Linked DNA regions of Mus musculus: region 1 is linked to region 2. The links are chromatin contacts, called in public promoter capture Hi-C maps. All regions are on one chromosome and are shown on one strand. Each heading gives the region's core, a stretch centred on a gene start, on an enhancer-like site or on the middle of the called end of the contact. The rest is flanking DNA. Distances are from core to core; before and after follow the strand shown. Region 1 overlaps Bok (BCL2-related ovarian killer). Region 2 overlaps Farp2 (FERM, RhoGEF and pleckstrin domain protein 2).

Evidence for each region. Capture Hi-C pulls out chosen DNA fragments and counts their contacts.
Region 1: a contact with region 2 is called in a promoter capture Hi-C map of liver. The contact joins two enhancer-like sites. A contact is called at or near these places in 5 of 39 promoter capture datasets (cranial neural crest, embryonic stem cells, frontonasal cranial neural crest and 2 more), 1 of 115 datasets of contacts at active chromatin or transcription factors (embryonic stem cells) and 3 of 9 other capture datasets (adipose tissue, liver and pancreatic islet).

Annotation. Positions count from the first base shown.
Region 1 is chr1:93,690,639-93,697,399 of GRCm38.p6, forward strand. Bok (BCL2-related ovarian killer) reads left to right here. Exons shown (of 5, transcript NM_016778.3): 4 at 3,422-3,585; 5 at 4,399-5,132. The coding sequence ends at 4,524. Among named protein-coding and RNA genes, the nearest start is that of Bok, 8.4 kb to the left of the region's middle. Within about 2 kb of position 4,478, at least 36 of the 459 cell types and tissues checked have an H3K27ac peak or open chromatin away from gene starts, as enhancers often do. A contact at or near this core is called in liver, where this site is marked.
Region 2 is chr1:93,562,275-93,569,310 of GRCm38.p6, forward strand. Farp2 (FERM, RhoGEF and pleckstrin domain protein 2) reads left to right here. Exons shown (of 27, transcript NM_145519.2): 5 at 1,035-1,113; 6 at 5,143-5,240; 7 at 6,807-6,921. Among named protein-coding and RNA genes, the nearest start is that of Gm41920, 26 kb to the left of the region's middle. Within about 2 kb of position 5,622, at least 41 of the 459 cell types and tissues checked have an H3K27ac peak or open chromatin away from gene starts, as enhancers often do. A contact at or near this core is called in liver, where this site is marked.

The DNA of each region.
Region 1 (6,761 bases), core at 3,228-5,727, 130 kb after region 2:
GTGAAGGAAGCCAGCAGGCAGGCATTTTGGATGGAGGACCACCCTTGGCTTCACTGAAGCTTTCCAGCTGATGCCAGCCACGATTGGCCGTCAGGGTGTCTGTCTCTGAGCTGTCAAGCAGGCTAGTTTACGTACGAGGCATGGATGGCTGCATTTATAAGGAACCTTTTGCTTCGGAGACTACAGATCTGGTCTGTTGATGGCTGCAGTCATCCTAGGACCTTGGGGTGGGGGGAGGGGGGGGCTGGATCTCTGTTAGTGGTAGGTGTGAGCAGGAGAGAGGGTCCGGGGCCTTGGGTGGTAGTGAGTGTGAGCCGGGGAGAGGTCAGAATAGCCTCATCCTGTGTCCAGCATCCCTGATTGATGCAAGCCTACCCTGAACATGGAGGCAGCCCAGAGAGGCACTCGCTCTGAGAGATCCCCTCAGAGAGACAGAGCTTTTCCATTTGATGCCAGCCATGGGTGGCCACCTGAGTGGGAAACGAAGGCTATGGGAATGTAGGGTGGTCACTTCTCTGTTGCAGCCAGGAAGCACCAGCAGGCTTTACACCCACAATGGTCAGTATGGCAGTCATGGTGCCAGAACGGCTTCACACTTATCCACAGTATTGATGAGGATGTGGGGAACTCAGCCTTTACTCAGAGCTGGTAGGACGTGTGTGACTCACGGCACTGTGGAAAACAGCCTGGCAGGTCTTGAGGGAAGGCGCTCGCTCCCCATGCTGCGCCCCTGGGCATCATCTTCCCCTGCTCCTTGCTGGGAATGCTGCCATCCCATGGAACACTCTATGGAGCAAGAAGACTTCAAATTTCCTTGGTTCTTCTGATGGACTGGGGCATCCCGATTAACTCAGATGCTAGGTCTGTCCTCCACGTCATCAAGGGAACAGTTAAGAGCGGAGCAGAGACTGAGCACTGTGACTTGGCTGACCGTGAGCATCCTTGCCTCTCGGATGCTCAGCAGACCAAGAGCTGGAGCTGTGTCCTAGGAGTGACAAGAGTGTTGGTAAAGCCCGAGGGCAGCTCAGCAGGGCTCACAGACTTGGGTTCACCTGGAAAGAAGAGCAAGTAGCTCCTTTGGGAGAGTTAGAAGCCGGTGTGTGTCCCTGCCAGCTTTCAGGGGGCTGGGTTTTTGTTTTTTCCCCTATTCCTTTTCATTGAGGTGACATGCATATACGTACATTTAGCCACTAAATGTCAGCACTCAGAATGCTGTTTGTCCTAATCCTGAGGACATACTGCCCATCAGCAGTCACTCCCTGTCCCTCGCCCCCGAGCCCTTCTGAATCTGTTCTGACTCAGCAGGCATGCTTGTTCTGTGCGTTTTCTGTAGGTGGTCTGGCACGGGATTTGTGCCCTTCTGTGTTTGGTTCCTTCCCCTTGCTGTGGCATTCATTGTGACATTCATCAAAATTTCACTCTGGCTCGGGGCTGTATGTAGGCTGTTGCACAACCCCAGCAGTTTGCTCGTGAGCGTGCAGGTTTTCCTTCTTGGTCACTGTGAATGGTGCTGTGGTGAGCATCTGTGTGCTGGTTCACGCCCTGTATGAGGTTATTCTGACTGCCGTGTGAAGGGGAGGGGAGGGGAGTTCCACAGTCTGTAAATACTAATGCTTAGGTCAATGTCTCCCAGGGCCTATGGCTGTCACATGTCCTCCAAACTGTCTGCTGAGTGTGTGTGTGTGTGTGTGTGTGTGTAGCTGAACCTTTATCTCTCATCTTCACAAGTGTGTGTGTGTGTGTGTGCGCTCGCGCAGAGGTACGTGTGTAGGTAGAGGTTAATGGTGAGTAGTATCTTTTTCCAATTATTTGAGATTAGGCCAGAAAGCCCCAAGGATCCTTCTGTCTCCATCATCCTTGCCCCTTGGGATTACAGGTGCATGCCAGCATGCCAGGCTTTTTACATGGGGCAGGGGATCTGAACTCTGGTCCTTCATGCTTGCATAGCAAACACTTTACTGCCTATCTCACCAACCCCTGAAGCTTTTTAGTATTGGTAGGCCACAATAATGCAATAATGTATCTTCTCGTGCCATTAACAACAGGAAATAGATTTAATTTTTAGATGCTTAACTGTGTTATCTGTACCTTTCTGGCTTCTTGCTTCAGCTCCCTCATACTGGGATTACCGGGGTACACACGCCGACCCCGTCTTTTTAAGACACCTATTTATTTTTTACTTACGTGTATGTTTGTACCTGTGTGTGGATATCGCCCGTGCCCTCGGAGGTCAGAGGCATCAGATCTGCTTGCAGCTGGAGTCCCAGCAGTTCTGAGCTGATTGTTGGTCTTGGGAACTGGACTTGGTCCTCTGGCCTCTAACTCCCAAGCCATATCTCCGCTCCCTGATTTGAGATAAGAACTTCTGTAGTCCAGGCCGGGCCTGGAGGCTACACAGCTGAGCCTGACCTTGATTGAAATCCTGATTCTTCTGCAAAAGTGTTTTGATTATGCCAGGACTTTACTCTTGTTTTCTGGCAGTACTAGTAACAGAATACAAAATTTCTCTATTTTTTTCCCCATTTTCATGTGTGTATGCATGTCTATGGTCACATATGTAGGCATGTCCTTATGGAGGCCCAAGGTTGATGTTGGCCATTATCTTCAATTACTCTTCTGATTTACAGAGGTAGAATTTCTCAGTGATAGGCAGAGCTTGCCGATATGGCTAGTCTTGCTAACCAGTTTGCTCTGAGGATCCTGTCTCTGCCTTCCAAGGCTTTTACGGGGGGGTGGGCTGCCATACCCACCCAGAATTTATATGGGTTCTGGGGATCTGAACTCTGGGTCTCAGGCTTGCACAGACTACTTTAACTCCGGAGCTAACTCTCCAAGTTCTAAATTCCTGTATATTAAGGTGCTGCATATAATCCCCTCCCTTGTTTAAACTATCGTATTTCTGGGTTTTAGTTATACCTGCCAGCAGGTCCACGGTCTGGGGAAAAGCCCTCTTGTGGGTGGGTCTTGGCTTGTTTTGTTTTGTTTTGTTTTAATAAAACAAGTACAGGATATGCTCTGACCTAGTGCCCTAAGATCAAGGTTCAGAGTTGCAGACAAAACAGGGTTAGACACACCCTTGAAGTTGCCTGTTATTCTGAGTCAGTCAGGGCTGAGTTACACTGCTTTCTTGTGGACACCTTTATCAGATGGGTAAAGCTGGTCTCACCCTAGACTCCAGCGGGTCTGCATTGGAAGCTGGGACTCTCCATCTATCTAAGAACTGCCTGAGAAGGGAACAATCTGACCTGCTGGAGACTATGGCCATGCTGTAGCCAAGTGTCCTGAGGTGGTGGTGGCCTGTAGGGGGTTCCTAGCACCAGCTGATGGCAGGCAAGAAAGTAGCTCAGAGAAGCTCAGCTTTTCATGTTAGCCTGTGGGCTGGGCGCTGGCTTGGATCTGATCAACAACTCTCTCTCTCTAGGTATCACATGGGGCAAGGTAGTGTCCCTGTATTCCGTGGCCGCGGGGCTAGCGGTGGACTGTGTCCGGCAGGCTCAGCCTGCCATGGTTCATGCCCTGGTTGACTGCCTGGGGGAGTTTGTACGCAAGACCTTGGCTACCTGGCTTCGGAGGCGTGGTGGATGGGTGAGCCTGAGAATTGGCAGGGCTGTGGGGTGGCGGTGCTGGGAAGCAGAAGGGTGGGGTGGGATGGAAGATGGGAGCAAGGGCCTCAGAACTCAGGGTTGCTGGGAGACATAGGCAGGTGTTGGCTCTTCTGTGTCTGCACTGACATGTTTCCTGACCCCAAACTCGTGTTTCCATGATGCTCTCAGAGGTGCTTAGCAGAAAAAGGTCAATGGTAGTCCTTTTAGTATTGCCCAAAGCACCCTCACTTTCCTCTCGAGAGCCCCACTTTCCTGCATTCTTTTTTTTTTTTTTTTTTTTTTTTTTTTTTTTTTTTTTGGTTTTTCTGAGACAGGGTTTCTCTGTGTAGCCCTGGCTGTCCTGGAACTCACTCTGTAGACCAGGCTGGCCTTGAACTCAGAAATCTGCCTGCCTCTGCCTCCCAAGTGCTGGGATTAAAGGCGTGCGCCACCACGCCCAGCTCCTTTCCTGCATTCTTAAGAAGACCTAGAGGTGGGGTATCAGGATCCATGCCTGACTGCCTACGTGGCTGGCCAAATCCAAGATGCTTTTGGGTACTGGGCACAGAGGATGGGCTCTACCCAGAAGCCTCTGTTTTCACCTATAATATGGGTAGGCAAGGATGTCACACTTGACACTGTTCCCTACCTAGCTCTCAGGTGTCCTGCTCAGGTTTTGGTCCAGATGGACCCACAGCATCCGTTCCCAAACACCTATGTAAGTTCCCTCTGTGACTTGGTAGACATTTTTCTAGTGCAGGATACTAGAGGCCTTGGGTGTCTGGCGTTGCTAACTATCACTTTTATCTTCCAGACGGATGTCCTCAAGTGTGTGGTCAGCACAGATCCTGGCTTCCGCTCCCACTGGCTCGTGGCCACGCTCTGCAGCTTTGGCCGCTTCCTGAAGGCAGCATTCTTCCTGTTGTTGCCAGAGAGATGAGCTGGCCACCAGGGCAGGGGCCACTCCTAGGGTCCCTGGGCCCAATCCAAGGGGCCTCCAGTACCTACAAAGCACCTCCCTCACTCAAATTGGGAGCATTTAGCCCCTGGGGCCCTGTCCCAAACCCATTCCTTTGTGGACCCTGGCCTCTGAGAGAGGAGTGTGGAGAAAGCCAGAGTCTGGAGCTGGCCTCTGTGACTGCTCTAGCTCTTCTCCTGGAACTCCTGCCAGAAAGTCAGGGTCGGTGTCCAGCCCTAGAGAAAGGGACCTGTGAATACTTTCACTCGATTTCCCAGGCCCCACCCAAGGAAGGGGCCTTCCCCAGACATGAGCTGGCCTCAGTCTTTGTGGAAAGCAGGTCCTGTACATTTGACCTGAAGGGGACTCTGGCTAATGCAGGAGAAGCCAGGGATGCAGAGTAAGAGAGCTTCTTGCTTAGGCTATTTCTAGATGAAGAAGGTATCCCTAAGCCACGATGGGTCCTTCATGGCAGGAACCAGAGAGGTAGGGCTCTAGGCTAGTTCACCTGACCAATGAACAAGAGATCCTGTGGATGAGGGGGTCTGTATAAGTTATACTCCAATAAAGCTTTACCTAGTGAAGTGTGAGACTCTACTCTGCTTTCTTTCTGTCTGTCCTCACAGGACTGCCTGCCAAATATCGCCTGCTCTAGGAGTTCAGAATCTGGGCAAGTCCAGTCCTTCCCTACAAGTTCAACACCCTTCCCTACCTGCTGTGTCCTGAATAGCTTTGGATTTGGTCTCCCTAGGGACCGTGAGGGAATAAAGAAAGAACACACACAGTCACATGTGTAGAACAGTTGCAGCCAGGCGTGGTGGCGCACGCCTTTAATCCCAGCACTTGGGAGGCAGAGGCAGGTGGATTTCTGAGTTTGAGGCCAGTCTGGTCTACAGAGTGAGTTCCAGGACAGCCAGGGCGATAGAGAAACCCTGTATGGAAAAAAACAAAAATGAAACAAAAATGTGTATAACAGTTGCGGTTAGGTGGGATGTGCCCACTCTGACGGCCCTGCAGCAACCTGGAACCTCAGCACAGTTATTATGTATAGCATGGAGGGGGGGGGTAGCTAGCCTTAGTAGATGTCTATAGGTACAGTCTCAGGCTGTAATCATCTTGAGGAGGAAGCTGCAGTCGCTAGTTTTTTGTATGCACTGGTCAATCATTCATAAATGCTCATACATGCCCATCCTGCCAATAGCCATTCAGACCAAAGGAGGGCTTTACCTGCCTATGGGTCTGAGGCATTGGCTCCTTGACACGGTCATGCCTACATCAAACGGTCCACATTCACTCAGGCCTGTATCTTCTCCTTATACATTCACTAGGCTCCCAAAAGCCAGCCTTTCCTGATGTCTAAGTCAGGCAATGGGAGTGTTTGGGAGACCCAGCCAGCCCTGTAGCACTGGAGGTATGTGCTGGCTGACTATGCCCAGTCTGTCTGTGTTTCTTTTTGACTTGACCTAGCCTAGCAGCTTGCCCCCTGCCAGGCTGTGTGTGTTGGGGTGTGCTGTGTCAAACTGAGGGAAGCCCTGTAGTTATATGGGGTTCACATCCCTGTGGAGGTCAAAGAGGCAATGAGCCCTTTGCTGTAGGCTGAGCCACTTGAGGATGTCTGGCAGCCCATTTTAGAAACTTTAGAGATATGAAAGCTTTGTCTGGTGACACTTGAGGGTAGGGTTCTGATTTTGGTTCTCCAGTCGGCCTGTCCTAACAGTAGAGAGCTCTGTGTTAGTCTAGGGAATGACGTAGCAATAGAGATATTCAAAATATAGGGAAGGCCAGGTTCATTTGGAGACTGTTCAAATGGAATTCCATGCAAATAGTGGGGTGCTCCTAACTACACTGGACAATGTGGGGAAAGAAAATGGTGGACATGGTTTCAAATTCCAAGCTCTAGCATTCTATAAAAGTGCTCAGAGCAAATAGAGACTCTATCTTCCTCAGCCACAGAGTTGAGGTTGCTGAGCATGCAGCCCAGAGCCGCTCCTCACTAGCGCCTGGACGTGGCACAGGCTGAACTGGTCTCATGGGGATCTCTTGTTAAAAGGGTCGGCAGGAGCTGGGGTGAATTTCATGGAAGGCCATGAGGAAGCTGGGGACACTGGGCCTAATGAGGGGTCCTAGCCCACAGAAACAGCTCCTCACAGCTGCAAGTCTCTCCCTCTGAGGAGAGGGAGCCCCACCACAGGAGATGACTACCAGCATTTGGTGAGGGC
Region 2 (7,036 bases), core at 4,372-6,871:
GTTGACTATACCCTCTTTTTAGCAACTACATTAAGGAGAAAAGGACACATGGAAGTGACTGTTGTGCTGAGAAGAACAGGTTGCTCCTTGTCCCCTAAAAACTACACAGCATGGTTACATTTCAGTGGCTGGACAGCAGATCTGCACTGACCTTAATAGAATTTATCCTGAAATATAAATAGGAATATATTCTATTTATGTATTTGGTTGTTTTTAAAGCAAAGTCCCTCTTTGTAGCTCAGACTAGTTTTGAACTCATGATGCACCTGCCTTAGCTTCCTAAGTACTGTACTGCACCACCACTCCTGACCTAAGTTTGTTCTGTAAGTTGTTGTTGATATTGCTTTTCTTTTTAGGGACTGACCTCAGATTTACTGTATAGCCTAGGGTTGCTTCTGATGCACAGCGATCCTACTGCCTCAGCCTCCCCAGGGCTAAGGATTTCAGCCATGAACCACCACACCTGGCTATATTTTAATTCTACTTTTTGGGAAAGGTCCCATGTAGTCTGCAGTAACCTCAAATTTACTGTGTATCCAAGATGATCTTGAACTTGTGGTCCTTTGGCCTCTACCTCTCCATCCTGGAATTACAGACAGATGCACCACCCCTGGCTTTTGTGTGGTCTTGGGATGGATCTAGTGCCTGGTGCATTCTAGATACAAATTCTACCAACTCATTATATCCTTTCTACCGTTTTATTTTCGTTTTTTTTTTAAAGCAGGATCTTAGTATATAACTCCAGATGACCTAGAACTTGATTTGTAGACCAGGTTGGCCTTGAACTCACAGAGATCACCATGTCTGGCATTAATTTAAACATTTTAATGTGTAATTTCCCATATACTAAAGAATGTTCCCAGGTAGTCTCTGCTTAAAACAAAGTATTGAAATTCCCCAGTACATGTGACTGGTAGTTCAGGACTTATAAATGTGTGTATAGTGTATAGGAAGCCTCTTGATTTTCCTATAGAAAGAAATAAATGTGGGGATTAAGCTTATTCTGTGAAATTTTATTTATTTTGTTTTTACAGAGCCAAAAAATGCGGTGCTTCGCCTGGCAGTAAAATTTTTCCCGCCTGACCCTGGTCAGCTGCAAGAAGAGTACACAAGGTAAGGCTCCCTCTAGACAGGGCTTTGCCAGTCCTCTGCCTGAGTCATTAGGAAGGAGGGGGCGGCCCTTCTACCTGGGTGTCACTCAGTCTGACTGGACGGGGTTTTTACTACGTTTCATTTATTTATTGTGGAAAATATTATGATACGCTACTGTAGTGATTCAATTCTATGAAAATATTGTATTTTTAAAAATTGACCTTCTGCTGGACCTTATGGCCAAGTTAATGTACACCTCGAGATCATGTAAGGCTTATCTTCGTTTAAGTTAGGATTTTAATTGCTGTGGAAAAACACCATGACCAAAAGCACCTTGGGGAAGAAACTGTTTATTTCAGCATACAACTCTCAGGTCATACTCCATCACTGAGGGAAGTCAGGGCAGGAGCTCAATGTGGACCCTGTAGGCAGGATCTGAAGAGGGAGAGCTCTGCTTAGAGGCTTGCTTCTCCGGGCTTGCTCAACTTGTTTTGCAACCCCTTTGGGATGATCCCACCTGCATTAATAATTAATCAAGAAAGTGCATGACAGGCCTGCTCACAGATATTCTCAGTTCACATCTTCTCAGTTGAGGTTCCCTCTTCCCAAATGACAAAACAAACAAACAAAGAAACAAACAAAAACAACTGACATCCTAATCCTACTGTGTATTCAGAAGTTTAACCTGCCTTTAAGAGAATATCATAACAACGAACTTTGCCTTGGATTTTGAATGCAATCAGCTTTTACAACCTAAGCTAATTAATGTCTTCAGTCTTAAATTATGTGCTCTTCCATGCCCCTGATCCAGAATAGTGTATGTGTGTATGTTTGTGTTGTGGTAACTGTTTGCTAAAAGCAGCCAATAAGTCAGCAGCAATCTTGTGAAATAAATACTCACCATAAATGTTGGCATAACCTATGGATATTTTTGTCTGAGTGAGTTGGGGTTGGTAAAATGACTGCTTTCTGGAAACTTATTAAAGATTTCTGTAAGGAATCCCTCATACCTTTCCTGTGCTGTGTTTCTTGTGTACGTCAATAATTCAACAACAACAGACCACTACAGATAGGCTAGTAACCACAAGTGCAGACAGATAGAAGATACAAGGAGAAAAATGGAGAACTCAATTGGCTTGTTATGGTCAAATTAATACAAAATGGAGTACTTTGTTTTCATTCCTTATTGCAACATCAACATCTGGTACCTCTAAGGTCTTCTTTAGTGCATTTCACCTACCTCCCTCCTCCCCTCTCTCTGTCTGTCTGTCTGTCTCTCTCTCTCTCTCTCTCAGACAAGATCTCTGCTGGGATTAAAAGTGTGAGACACCACCACCCAGCTTAGAACAATTTCAAATCAGTATTCTTTGGGTGGTCTGGATTTATGCATATGAATAAAATTAGTCAAAATTCTACTCACCTAAATATTTATCAACAAAACCTATGTGGGAGATGTATACCATCAGTAGTCCTTATGAACAGAGGAGTGGAGTGAGTAGGGCAGGGTATCAGGAATTACCATTGCTTCTCTAATTACAGGCTGCTTTTCTGCAGAAATTACTGCCAGGGCGTTAACAACAGTCGTGTAGATAGTAAAGATTAGGAAATTTCTTTTTCTAATCTTTTATGCTTATGTGTATTGACTTTTATAATGAGAAATAAAGCCATAACTTTAAATTTTCTCAGGCCTTATGTGCTGGTGCATACCTTTAATCCTAGCAGAGACAAGTAGATTCCTGAGTTTAAGACCAGTGTTCTGGTGTACAGAGCGAGTTCCAGGACTTCCTGGTCTACACAGAGAAACCCTGTCTTGAAAAACTAAAATAAGATAAAAATAAAATGTGCTAAAACCCTTGGGTCAGATGCAGATAAAAGGGAGTAGGATGCTGTTGTAGTGCCCACATGGTCCCGACTGGACCAGGCTCAGAGGAGGGTCACAGTGAACCCCTCTTAAAGGCTTCCTAGATCATGGAACATCCAGAAACTTGTAGAAAGTCAGTTCTGAGATGCGTGAGCTCAGCCCTTAGGTTGTAAAGACTGGGCCACAGTCAGCAAAGCCGTGCTACTGTCAGTGGATGTGAAAGAGAATTGGGAACTTACTGAAATCCAAGAAGTACCATGGGTTCTCTTTTTGAAGGGGATCACTTTTAAATCATATACTCCCAAATTAAACATAATACTCTCTAATTTAGGATCCTGAGTCTGAGAATTAAAGTTCAAGTAGGTTTGAGGCAGTCTGTTTTGGTTTTGCTTTGTTATTAAAAAAGATTCTGGTGGCTAAGGTTGACCTTGAACTCACTGTGTAGCTGGGGATGACCCTGGATTTCTGATCCTCGGCTTCCACTTCCCTGTGGACTGTTAGGTGTTTGTATGTCACTAGAGACAGAGCCCAGGGCTTTGTGCACTTGGTGAGCACTCTACAACACCCCAGCCCTAGGGAGTCACTTACTCCACCTTACTCTCGTTCGGAAGATCTTTTCCCACTTAATGTACTCAAAACTTTATCTGTGGCAAAAGAAGAAAATTTCAAATAAAGTTATGTAAAATAGAAAACAAAAGTTGCTTGTCCTTGCTCATCTATCCACCCCCTAAGGAAGAACTTATGCTCCGTAGAAAGAAATCTCTCTACGCTTTCAGTGCACACAGCATGGCAGACCTTAAGGAGACTGTGTGGCAGAGCAGTATCAGGAGGTGGACCTCAGCAGTCAGGGGAGGCGTTTCACTGCGTACGCTGTTGTTCACCTCTCGGTGCTCCTGTTGAAATATCACAAAGAAATATCATTGCTGACATGCCCTTGTGAACTCTGGGAATATTTCTGTGAAAAGCTTCCGTTCTAAGAGAATATAGGTGCTCCTTTTAGCTATGAGTACACTCCTACAGGAAGAACACAGAGCTTAGCGTGATGTCTGCACAAGGGAGATGTGAAAGTTCATGAATCACTCCATTTTGTTTCTCAAAAAAGAAAGAATAGTAATTTTTAAAATGTAGTAATATAATTTTTTTACTTAAAATATAATTTTTTTAATGTAGTAATATATGTACGAATTTCTGTGTACCACATGTGTGCCTGGTGGCCACCTAGTCATCAGACCCCCTGGAATTAGAGTTAGAGTTGTGAGCCACCATGTGGGTGCAGAGAACTGAACCTTGGTCTTCTATAGCAAGTTCTCTTCTCTTAATTGATGAGCCATCTCTCCATTCCCAAATCTAGTAAACTTTTAATAATACCTTGTACCAAAGTGTAAATTTCTGGGAAGACAGGGAGTTTGTGTTATTCACCACATTTTGTAGCTCCCAGAGCACTACTGAGGAAGAACTTATTGAAGGGATAAATGAAGATATATTTTCCTATTGATTTACTTAGAGACAAGACTTACTATTATGTAGTTCTGGCTGTCCTGGAACTCACTATTCAGACCTGGCTGACCTTGAACTCACAGAGATCCACCTGCCTCTGCCTCTGGAGTGCTGGAAGGGGTGTGCCATCATGTTTGGGCTCATAAATGCTTTCAGGTTCCCTTCTGTAGTTACATTTTTGCTAGTGGTATTTTAAAGTGTTTGTGTCTTAAATTCCAACCAAGACAAAATATTATCAATCTGCTTGAAAGTATCTCAGGTACATTTGAAACTGTCTTAATTGTGCATTTCTGTTCTTTCATCCAAAACTGTGAGTGCAACTCTGTAATGTGAATTTATGAACTTGTTAAAGGTATTGCCTTGGAGAGTGTGGTTGTGTGGGTCAGTGGTATGCCTGAGAAGGCTAATTTCTCTATCCTGTTGTCAGACAGAAGTCCTTCTGTGTACTGTGTGTGCTCTGACGTGCATGGCTCAGGCTGATGAAGAGATCTGTGTTCTGACCTTTGGTGTCTGCTTGTTTTGTGAAAGGGCTTTTGTGACGTTGCCTGCTCTTGGAGGGAGGGCCCTGCATTTTGCTCAGTGTTGAGTGTTGCTGCTTCCCAGAGCTTGTGTGCTCTCTTATAGAGGTATGTCTGTACTATGTCCAGAGAACTTTTGGAGTTGATCTGCTCTTGCTTCGAACTTCTTTCTAGGTACCTGTTTGCCTTGCAACTCAAGAGAGACCTCCTGGAGGAACGCCTGACCTGCACGGCCAACACTGCAGCCCTTCTCATATCCCACCTTCTGCAGTGTTAGTATCTTCACATGGAGAGAAGCTCGGAGAGGCCCGGTCCTGGGCTCATGCTCTGCAGAGCTGCCATTAGTTGATGTGCTCCTGAGTAATTGACACGCCTGGTTGTTAAAGAAATGGACGTGTCCTTAGATGTGTAGGAGGAAAGCTAACATTTGTAATGTACAATAATAGCTCTGCATATAGACTCAAGTTACATTCATTCTTTAGAGTTGTCTCTCGCTGCCTGTGCTTCCTCGTTTCCCTTCCAAGTGCTGGGAGAGAACACAGAGCCTTGTACATGCTAGGCAGACATTCTGCCACTGAACCACAGACCTAGCCCTTGGGTGTTGTGTTGGCTTTGTTTGTGTTTTTAAGCAGCTCGGCCTGGCCTTGAACTCACTGTGTGTCCCCGACTGAACTCTGCCTCAATGCCCTATCTACCCTTATCTACCTTAACAGCAAACCGTATCCAACCCCAGTTAGGCTGTAAATCAGACTCAGTACACCCAGGAAAGGGCCTCCAGAGAGTAAGTTACAGCCCGTGCTGTCTAAACATTAACAGTAAAGGGAAGAGAACTCAGGCCTTTAGTATCGTTTATGAAACAAAAGATGATAAAGATATAAAAACTAAACTTACTTCAGAAATAAACTGTGAGAAGTATAGCAAGAGATTCTAAGATATGGGTGCATGCTTACAGGACTTATGAAGCTATCATAAGGAGAGAAAGGGAAGGACACACCATGTCTAAACTCATGATGAGGCCATATCAGTGTGGTTATTATGTGCAGCAAAACATTCATACACGGGCTGGTGAGATGGCTCAGTGGGTAAGAGCACTGACTGCTCTTTCAAAGGTCCTGAGTTCAAATCCCAGCAACCACGTGGTGGTTCAAAACCACCCATAATGAGATCTCTTCTGGTGCATCTGAAGCCAGCTACAGTGTACTTATTTATAATAAATAAATCTTTAAAAAAAACATTCATACACATAAAATAAAAATAAATCTTTTTAAAAATTCAGAAAACTAGGAAGTTTTTTAAGAGTTGAAAAGCACTGAGGAGAGGAAGAAAGATTTAGCGTGTGTTTTCTAATGCAAAGTAATGATTCTGGTCATAGCACCCATGGAACAATTGATGTGTAAACTGGTTTTTAATAGTAAGCCAGGGCTAGAGAGCCACCTCAGGGGCTAAGAGCACTTGCTGTTCATGTGTCCTCGGGCTGTTCCTAGCACTCACATGGTGGCTCACAACCTTCTGCCACTCCAGTCCCAGGCATACAATGCTTTCTTCTGACTTCCTTAAGCTCTGCGTGTACATGGTGCTTGTATGTGGTACATTCCATGCAAGCAAAACACTCACCATAAAATGTTTAAAAATTGTTTAAAAAGTAAAATAAAGACAGTAAGTCATTATACTCAGGGTTCACTATAAACACTCATCAGAATTTTTGAACTTGAGGGAAAATCTCAAACCTTTTCGTGATTACCTCTGAACAGCACATTTAGAAAAATAAAATATAAAACATTTGCATGCACACATACCATTTATTTCAAAACCCAAGTGACAACTTCGTCTCTTCTCAGCGGAAATCGGAGATTATGATGAAACCCTGGATCGAGAACACCTCAAAGCCAATGAATACTTGCCCAACCAGGAGAAATCTCTAGAAAAGATACTAGACTTCCATCAGAGGCACACGTAAGTCGGGATGAGGGAATGTAGGTGTAGCTACATTGAAGATGTTTGACCAGGAGCTGCTGCTGTTAAGGCTTTTGCAGAATTTGAACTGAAGTAACAGTGGTTGTTCTCTGAT